3 separate regions of the Sus scrofa genome follow, and regions 1 and 3 are each linked to region 2. Evidence: chromatin contacts called from public HiChIP or PLAC-seq data. All regions are on one chromosome and are shown on one strand. The core of a region is the stretch at or near the end of the contact, and the rest is flanking DNA. Distances in the headings are between cores, read along the strand shown. Region 1 overlaps LOC102167425 (a long non-coding RNA gene). Region 2 has its middle 58 kb from the start of DAAM1. Region 3 holds the start of JKAMP (JNK1/MAPK8-associated membrane protein).

Region 1 (3,100 bases), core at 339-2,838, 270 kb before region 2:
TGTATTTCAGAGGCTTGCTGTTGAAACGAATTGTCCTATAAATGAACAGGAAAGATGCAAACTAGTGTTTGCAAAATAATGGCAAGAAGTCCCCACATTCCAGTCCCTGTGCCTTGTTTAGGATCACAGTGCTCTGTCTAGCAACTAAGCAATTAAAAATGACACAAAGGAAGAAAGGACATCTTACTGAAAGGTTGGCTTTTGACGTTACTTGGTTTGTACTTCTGAAAAACATAGATGCTTTCGTAGATAATTAGTGGAAACAGTTGTTGACCAGCTGACTCTTCTCTAAGTCAGAGGTGACTTATTACCCAGTTCATGTTTTGGCCAGAGAATTACGTAGTGATATGGGCCACACAATGGACTCTCTTCTATGTATGTGGTTGTAATATTAACTAATATTAAGTAACCCTCTGTTTATCAGTTACGAAATCTGAGGGTGTTCAACATTGAAAAGCAGTCAAAATGATAAGACCTAGCCATTCCACTCCATAGCAAATATGTGAAAATGCACATGCACACACAGAAACTTGTGCAGCATTATTCATAATTTGCCCCTTAAGGTGGAAACAATCCAATGCCTATCAATTGATGAAGGGATAAACAAAATATAGCAGTATCTATACAATTAAGTATTATTCAGGAATAAAAAGGAATAAAATTCTGATATACACTATAACATGGATGAACTCTGAAAACTTGTAAGTGAAAGAAGCCAGTCACAAAAGACCATATGATGTGTAATTGCATTTATATGAAATGTCCAGAATAGGAAAATCCATAGACACAGAGTTGCATAGTGGTTGCCTAGCACTGGAAGGGAGAGGAATGGGGGAGTTAGGGAGTGATTGCTAAAGGGTGTAGGGATTCTTTTTGGAGGAATTAAAATATTCTAAAATTGATGGTGGTTATGGTTGCACAGTTTTGTGAATATACTTAAGCCGTTGAATTGTACACTGCAAATGATTGAATTATATCTCAACAAATCTGTTATTTTAAAAGGCTGCCAAAATGATTTCAAGGATTATCATGGGATGACCACACATGCTAGTCAACCATTTAAAACTCTGTAATAAAAAAAAGAAATTCAACATTTCAATAGGCACCTATCAAACTTCTGTAAACAGATTATAAGGAAGTAGAAGAGATGAAAGGGAAAAAAGTGTTTGGTTCTTTGTGCCGTGCTCTGGGACATTTTACTTGGAGCAAGGATTATGCTTTTGTTTCTATCAGTCAGGAAATACTTTTTCAAAAATGCTTTTTCATCTTCTATATCTCGAAAAGGCAAAAATGAATATTTTATCATTTGGATCCTGGGGAACTTTTATTTTTAGCTTTAGGAATAATTTTAAAAGGCAAGTAACACAAATGAGCATTTTTATCCAGATAGATATACTTGTTTTAACACAAACAGTTTTAAACTTATCTAAGAGTGTTTAGCAACTGAGCTATACATGGAAACTATTTTTTTAAAAAAAGGAAGAAAGCAAGCAGCAGTGATCTTAATGACTATTACGTACTCCCAGCCAGCTGAGACTTGACAGAACATTGGACTATGGAAACCCTCTAAGTGAAGAACATGGGAAATAGTCTATAAATAGGAAGAATATCAGTTATTCGCCAAAACACACAGATTCTGGGGTGACCACACAGACAGGAGTCGGAACGGCATCAGGATTTCTGACAAGCAGAATGAGCCTTGGACACGCAGATGGCAATAAAGATATTAAGTTCTCCTGAGCAGATGTTAGGGGCTCCCTTAGACTTCACCTCTGCCTTGGTCCTTTTCCAGCTCTGCAGAGGGGGAAAGCTGAGCCTGGGAAGAGGGGAAGGCGGCAGGGTGAGGCGGGGCTTTGGCTCCAGTGCTGGGCTCCCTGTGCTTTCAAAGCCAGCGCACGTGAAGGGAGTTGGCAGGGACCCTCTGCTTGCATCAGAGACGCCGAAAGTCTGGAGAGTCTGGAGGACCCCAGGCCATTGTCCACAGAGCAGCATGGTTCTGTCTTGTTCACCATCCAGAGGAGGGTGCCTGTGTCCACTTGAGTTTCTCCCAACAAACTTACGCTCAAGTCCCTCTGAGGTTCTCGTCATTTCCAAATGTCCTTGATCTGATCTTTCTGTGTCTGGGCACATACCATTCCCTTGAGTCAGAATTTCCCTCCTACTCATCCTTTCAAACTCACCTTCTCTGCAGAGCCTGCCCAGCTCCCTCAAGCACAACTCGTCAGCTCCACCTCTGTCCTCCCCAAGCCCCCCACCCCCAACACAGTCCTGGTTCTCCAGCCCCAGACAGTCAGAGTCTCAAGGATTACGTCTATATTTTTAATGCTTTATCACTTAGCATGTCTGGTATATAGTTAGTACTTAATAAATGTTTGTTAAATTCCACCAGATTGAGATTCTGATAGGCAGCCTGAGAAGAGGGGTGACTAAACCAGCTGCTTGGCCCAGCAAGAGCTCTGTGTGTGTGTGTGTGTGTGTGTACGTGTTATGCTAAAGGATTGTTAAACTGAATAGCCAAAACTGACTACCTCTCATGGGAGTATTCTAGGCAGCAGTTTAGTTTTCTGGGGTGGCTGTGACAAAGTGCTGCAGGCTGGGTGGCTTAAGTGACAACAGTGTACTTTGTTCCTTCTCATTCTGGAGGCTAGACTGAGTCCAAGCACTGCAGGGTTGGTTTCATCCCAGGGCCTCTCCTTGGCTTCTAGGCAGCTGTCTTCTCCTTCTGTCTTCACAGGGCCTTTCCCGGGTGAATCCTCATCCTAATCCCCTCTTCTTACCAGTCTTACTGGGTTAGGGCCCACCCCCCGGGACCTCATTTAACCTTAACTTCCTCTTTAAAGACCATGTCTCCAAATACAGTCACATTTGGAGGTATTTGGGGTGGGGACTTGCACATAAGAATTTTGAAGGGTTGTAATTCAGCCCAAAGAAGTGGGTAACCACCTACTTTGCCTGAGGTTAAAACTGGTGCCTTGGACATCAGTCCTGTAAACTCTGTATCTCCCTTGAACTTGAATTCAGATGGAGGCAGTGTTGACAGACCCTTCAAGCGCCCATTTAGAGGATAATTAGAAGTGGCAAGTGGGAAGGCTAGACGCTA
Region 2 (3,148 bases), core at 38-2,537:
GTGATACATTTGTGTCTTCTTTGTGTACCTCTCCCCCAGCTATTTGCAAGTAAGTTGCCGCCCCATGTACCTCCCCAAAGCCAGAATGTTCTAGCACAGAAACAATCACCATGCCATTATCACACACCAGGAATTTACCGTGGTTATAAAAATAGTATTTGATTACACAGAACATACTTACAATTTCCACATTGTTCCCAAAATGTCCTTTATAGCTCTTTTGTTTCCGATCTCAGTCCCATCAAGAATAATGGATTATATTTGGTTGTCTTTGTCTCCTTAAATCTAGAACGAGGGTCAGCATTTTCTGTAAAAGATTGGACATAAATACAAATGTTTATATGTAATATAACATATTAGGATGATAACATAAACATTTTAGGCTTTGCAGTTCATACTATTTCTTCCCCAATTATAGCTTCATTGTTGGAGTGCCAAAACAGCCATAGGCGGTACATAAAGGAATGGATGTGGTGATTTTAATAAAATCTTATTTATGGATACCAAATTTTGAAATTCATATAATATTCACATACACAAAGTATATTACTTTTTCTTTTGTTCCTTTTCAACCATTTAAAAATATACAAACCATTCACAGCTCACAGGTTGCAAAAACTGTATGTGACAGGATTTGGACCAGGGATCATAATTTGCTGACTTAATATTTAAAGCAATTCCCTGCCTTTTTTTTTTCTTTTTTTTTTTTTTTTTTGGCTGCTCCTGTGGCATGCAGAAGTTCCCAGGCCAGGATTGAACCTGAGCCTCAGCAGTAACAACACTGGATCCTTAACCTGCTGAGCCACCAAGGAACTCCAACTGCATTTTTCTTTTTTTTAAGCAAACATTTTATTGAAGTATGTGGAAATACATAAAATTTTAAGTGGACTGACCGCTTCATGATGTTTCACAAAGTGAACACACTCACTAAATAAACTCAGAATAAGAAATACCTATGACTTTATTTAAAAAACAAACAAACAATAAAACACTTGTTGGTGTCGCATCTGATGACCTACGAATGGTTAGCACTGGATCCAAGTGTGCAATTATAGATTACTTCTAGAAATGTCTTTGACTGTTATCAGAGTCCCTATACTCTGTCTCCACAACAAGGAGAGCTGCAGTGATCCAAATGTTTCAGTCTTGACAATTAACCTGCCTATTGGGCCAGCCCAGCCAAGCCTCACTTTTGGAGCTATTTCAGAGGGCATGATGACTCCTGTAGTTTCCTTTAACTGCTTACACTCTTGGCCAGCTCTCTCCCAGCAATGTGGATCAGCTCCGAGGGAGGGTGCCCAGGCAGGAAGTTACTATTTTAAGAACAAGCTCAGCCAAAGGTAGACAGCAGAAGAACCCACAGTCTGTCAGGAATGGGCTAAATGCAATTCACTTCTGTCAGAAACTGGCTGTGATGATTTGAAACCAGGACAGAGTCATGAGGGAAGGAAGCCATGGCTCCTGAGGGCTTAACTGGCTGACAAGACCACTCAAGACAATTGCAGTGTCCTGTTTGCTATATTTTATTTGCCATGGGGTGCAAAAATCTCTTGGCTTGGTAAAAACAGAACTTGACCAGGCTCTTTTAGACAGGGGAGTGGTGATGAGTGACTCATGGGATCTCCTTCTGAAACAGAAATAAGCTGCCCCACAAGTTCCCTCTGGTAGGTCCCAGATTTCCTATTTAGCCTGGGCATTTTAAGTCTGTTTACAGTGTTTCTAGGGATTATTCTCAGTATGAAGAGGGGGTTAATGCTTTCTTTCGGGACACAGAGCCTAGCATCAGTTGCATCTTCTCTGAAGATGGCAGAATTGGGTGGATGCTGGTTTAGGAAATCTGTCTTAATGTGAGAGATGTACAAATACATGATGGTCCAAACTTGAGCCTCAGCACGTGGGCTCAGTTACTCAGTTTTATACAAGCAAATTTGTTTGCAGAAGCTTAATCCCAAGGCTGGGTCCACTGCGGGACTTTAATAATCCCCTAGAGGATCTCACACTCACATTCCAAAATAAAGACTGCATTTGAGAGGCTCGAATTCAACACCAAAGAATTGATCAGACTAGGGACCCAGTTTCTCTTCTGAGGTTCTCAAGCTCTTCGTTTTTCCTTCTACTCTCTGACCTAATTTTATCTTTATCTCTAGCACCTGCCCCCCCAACCCCAAGCTATTTTCATTTGGCTGAAAGAATTTAATTTTTTTTTTGTCTTTTTAGGGCCACTCCTGTGGTATATGGAGGTTCCCAGGCTAGGGGTCTAATCAGAGATGTAGCTGCTAGCCTATGCTCAGCCACAGCAATGTGGGATCTGAGCCTCATTTGTGACCTACATCACAGCTCACGGCAACGCTGGAACCTTAAGTCACTGAGCGAGGCCAGGGATCAAAACTGTGTCCTCATGGATGCTAGTCAGATTTGTTTCTGCTGAGCCATAAAGGGAACTCCACATTTAATTATTAAGCTCTTCAATTTTGTCAAGATTTTTTTTAATGTTCACATTCCCAATAATAAAATGGCACAGTTAAACTAAACAAAATGGCAGAGGATCTTTAATAGAGAAGAGAAACCAATCAGATATAATGTATCAGGGAATTCTGGTTTGGAAAGGAAAAACAAAGATGCGATGAATCCTGGTAGCTTTTTCTTTTTATTTATCACAGAGCAACAAGATGATGGCCTTTCTTCTTTTCATTTATGATAGGGCAGAGTTATGGTTGTTAAGTAAATCCCATTCTCTGGCTTTCCCACTAAGCTCACGTTTCTAGCTCAAAGCATCATAAATAACCAATGAAGAAAAATACTGCCTAAACATTGAGATGATTTGCATAAAAGTCCACATTAAAAATGCATGATGGGTATAAGGACTTAATTTTAGCCACAGTGCAGTTTCTGTGTTTTGCTGCGGTCATATTTTTCTTTGCATTTTCTGTCTTAGCTATTTAACTTTGAAGCCCACTGAAGATGAAAAATGGGCATTTATGGAGCAGGCGCATATGGCTTTAGCGGTTCAGTTGCTGACCTGGCATTTTGCCCTCTGTAGCGTCAGCCATTGCCTTCTCAACCACGAGCTCTAACTAGCAAAACGATCTCAAGAGGTGGTGGAGAGAAGATAGAGAAGTAGATGTTCAGTGACGGTGTGCAATTTGAC
Region 3 (3,072 bases), core at 459-2,958, 320 kb before region 2:
TCTATTATCACCTTTCTTCGTGATAGAACACATTTTAATACCAGAAAAGCAGAAGGGACACATAATTTCAGAACATAGGTAAGGACTTTAAAATAAATACATTCATAAGAAGCTTAGTAAATTGTCCTAACTTCGGTGATTTTTGTGGAGGACAGGTGACAATTTCGTCAAGGTGGCGTAGGCCTCTGACCAATACTTGGGAACCCCTGCTTTAGAATCAACCCCTGATGTCAAGGCTTGGAGAACCTAAAAAGTGGCTCCTTTTTACCTAAAAACTCAGAGCCTACAAACTGTCATTGACCTCATCTACAGGAAGAAGTTATTGAAGGAAGGTTTTTGTTTTTGTTTTTAATATATCAGTGACATCTGATTCCCTTTGATCATGGATTCACTCATCAGTAAACATGCATCAAGTGTCTGATTCCACAGGTTAGGGACCACAAAATACCCACACAGGAACACTACAGAGTCACTCCGTCAAAGAACCTACACCCCAGTGTGGAATAAATCCCAAACAAATGGGGTCAAATGTGAGCTAGTTTGAGAAATTATGCATTTTATGACTATTCTTGAACAACCCTTTCCGAAATTCTTCATGAATTCACAATCTAGAGACTGCCTGATCCACTATACCCTTTCTTCTTTCAAGTTCAAGTAGACTTTTTCTTTCTTTCTCCGTGTGCTGTTGAGAAAGACAGAAATAGTACTTAAATGCCTCAAGCTTAATATTTTCACTTTTGCCAATTGCCGACTTCTTAAAAAATCCATAGGCTTCTTTACTTAAAACTTATTTTTAAATCAATCGTAATACACCAAGTGTAATCATAAGGTTCTAAACTTATAGATGGAAACGAGTTGTTTCAGATTTTCCAAGACAGCAGAAGTTAAGAATTGGAAACTTCTTCTATACTGGTTTTGCACCTAGTAGATGCTTAATAAATGCATCTGGGTGTAAACAATCTAAAGTTTCCCAAATCCAAAGCCTGAAAACCGGTATGATAAACTGAAAGCAACAGCTTATCATCGACCAAAAAAACCCCTGGCTCCCAGGGTCCGCTCATTTTTTCCTTTCATTTCCCTTATTAAAGGAGGTCTAAAGGACTTTTTTTGCAACCGTCTTGCTTCTTTGTGAAGGGCCCTAAAAACTTACGTTAGATGCTGAAGCAGGACACAACAGTTATGCAGCAATTAGTTTCTGCTTCCTTTACTGTTTTCCTGCACTTACTTACGCCCTTGCTTTAAATGTCGAGTCAACCCACAGGAATGTTAAACAAAGGGACTGAAACAGAGGGGCTGAAGTGACATTCTGAACAAACAACAAAGGTCTGGCCTTTCCCCTGCAGTAGGCAGCCGTTCTCCCTCTGCAGTCGGTCTCCCCTCTGCGGCTAGTGAGCAGCGCAGCCCATCCCCATCCCACCTCGGCCCAGCCGACAGCGGGTGGAAACAAGGGACAAAGATTCGCTGCTATTCGGAGGCCACCCGCTGGGGCCGAGCCCAGAGCTGGCAGCATAGGGAAGAAGCAGGGACTAGGATGAAACGCTTCCCAGGACCTCGGCGACCACTCACCCATCGGCAGCTTGTAGGTTTCCCGGGAGAAGCTCCGGGATCAGCCAACCCCGCCACAGCGCCCGGACATCCGGGCCAAAGCCGCCTCGGCGGCCCCGCCTCCTGGTAACCCGGTGACCGTCCCGAAGCCCCGCCCCGCCTCGCGCTTCCTGGTATAAGCTCCGTGGCCCCGCCCCCCCTGGCGCGGACGACGCGAGTGGGCCTGCGGCTTAAAGCGCCGGTGGTCGCGTAGTGGTTGATCTCCCGGTCGACGACAATGGCAAGCAGGCTGCCGGTGGCTCAGCTGCCTCCGCACGACCCGGGGACGCCGGCGCTGTCCGTTGTGGACATGCACACGGGCGGCGAACCCCTGCGAATCGTGCTAGCGGGGTGTCCGGAGGTGGCTGGACCCACACTGCTGGCCAAGCGGCGCTACATGCGCCAGCACCTTGACTACGTGCGGCGACGGCTTATGTTTGAACCCCGGGGGCACAGGGACATGTACGGAGCTGTGCTGGTGCCCAGCGAGCTGCCGGAAGCGCACCTAGGCGTCCTGTTTCTGCACAACGAGGGCTACAGCTCCATGTGTGGCCACGCAGTGCTGGCGCTGGGCCGCTTCGCGCTCGACTATGGCCTCGTGTCGGCGCCCCCGACCGGCGCCCGCGAGGCCCTCGTCAACATCCACTGCCCGTGCGGGCTGGTGACCGCCTTCGTGGAGTGCGAGGGCGGCCGCAGTCGCGGCCCGGTGCGCTTCCACAGCGTCCCAGCCTTTGCGCTGGCCACAGGTAACCCGTAGGACTCTTCCAGCCCTGCAGCCCTGGACCCAACTAATTACATTAACTCTCTCTAGGCTGGAACTCACGCACGCAGCACAACTAACCCACTCCACAAGCCTTTGCAATCAGTAAGAAGGTAATCCTAAATCACTGCAAATGTGTGACAGCATCTTAGCCTTGCGAATTTGTGTAGTGCATGCAATTTGATTATCCTGCAGATCTGTCCACCTGTGGTTTGGGGAGAGCCTTGAGGAGTGCAGAATTCCGTGTTTCCCTTACTCAGCGCCTAGTTCCCCACTCGTCAGACATTCCTAGAGATTTCACAGTTGGATGAAGCAAGGTCCACTAGGGTCAAGGAAAGTACAAAAAACAGCCGACCTACCGGGGCTCCAAGCTGGCTCAGAATTTGCTTGCTAACATGTTATTACCCCCAGACAAGTTAGTAGACACAAGTTACTAAAACTCGTCTGCAAAAAGTGTTTTGCCCACTTCTTAAGGGAAGAATTAAAGAATCAAATCTTTTCAAGAAGATATGGACGTTGCCTTTAGAATAGAAACAGACGTTGCCTGGGTCCAAATCCTTATACCTCCTTAAAGTTGTCAGCCTTTGTCAAATTACTTCTCTGTGCCTGTTGTGTCCTCGTTTGTTAACTCACTGAGGTTTTTTTTGTGAGGGTTTAATGAGAGTATATACAAGGAACTTAGAATTTTAAAAAATATATATTTTCTTAGAGACAGAAAGACTGCAGAA

What was found. HiChIP or PLAC-seq counts read pairs in DNA pulled down with a chosen protein or histone mark.
Region 1: a contact with region 2 is called in an H3K27ac HiChIP or PLAC-seq map of skeletal muscle. The contact joins two enhancer-like sites. A contact is called at or near these places in 5 of 47 Hi-C or Micro-C datasets (adipocytes, fibroblasts, heart right ventricle and 1 more) and 2 of 2 datasets of contacts at active chromatin or transcription factors (alveolar macrophages and skeletal muscle).
Region 3: a contact with region 2 is called in an H3K27ac HiChIP or PLAC-seq map of skeletal muscle. The contact joins the promoter of JKAMP here to the enhancer-like site in region 2. A contact is called at or near these places in 4 of 47 Hi-C or Micro-C datasets (fibroblasts, heart right ventricle, liver and 1 more) and 2 of 2 datasets of contacts at active chromatin or transcription factors (alveolar macrophages and skeletal muscle).

What each region holds. Positions count from the first base shown.
Region 1 is chr1:188,541,204-188,544,303 of Sscrofa11.1, reverse strand. The region is part of intron 2 of LOC102167425 (a long non-coding RNA gene); the gene reads left to right. Among named protein-coding and RNA genes, the nearest start is that of GPR135, 40 kb to the left of the region's middle. Within about 2 kb of position 1,588, at least 26 of the 83 cell types and tissues checked have an H3K27ac peak or open chromatin away from gene starts, as enhancers often do. A contact at or near this core is called in skeletal muscle, where this site is marked.
Region 2 is chr1:188,275,815-188,278,962 of Sscrofa11.1, reverse strand. No RefSeq gene overlaps it. Among named protein-coding and RNA genes, the nearest start is that of DAAM1, 58 kb to the left of the region's middle. Within about 2 kb of position 1,287, at least 8 of the 83 cell types and tissues checked have an H3K27ac peak or open chromatin away from gene starts, as enhancers often do. A contact at or near this core is called in skeletal muscle, where this site is marked.
Region 3 is chr1:188,597,092-188,600,163 of Sscrofa11.1, reverse strand. JKAMP (JNK1/MAPK8-associated membrane protein) reads right to left here and starts at 1,708. Exons shown (of 7, transcript XM_021102711.1): 1 at 1,567-1,708. The coding sequence starts at 1,570. All of the region lies in intron 4 of L3HYPDH (trans-3-hydroxy-L-proline dehydratase), which reads left to right.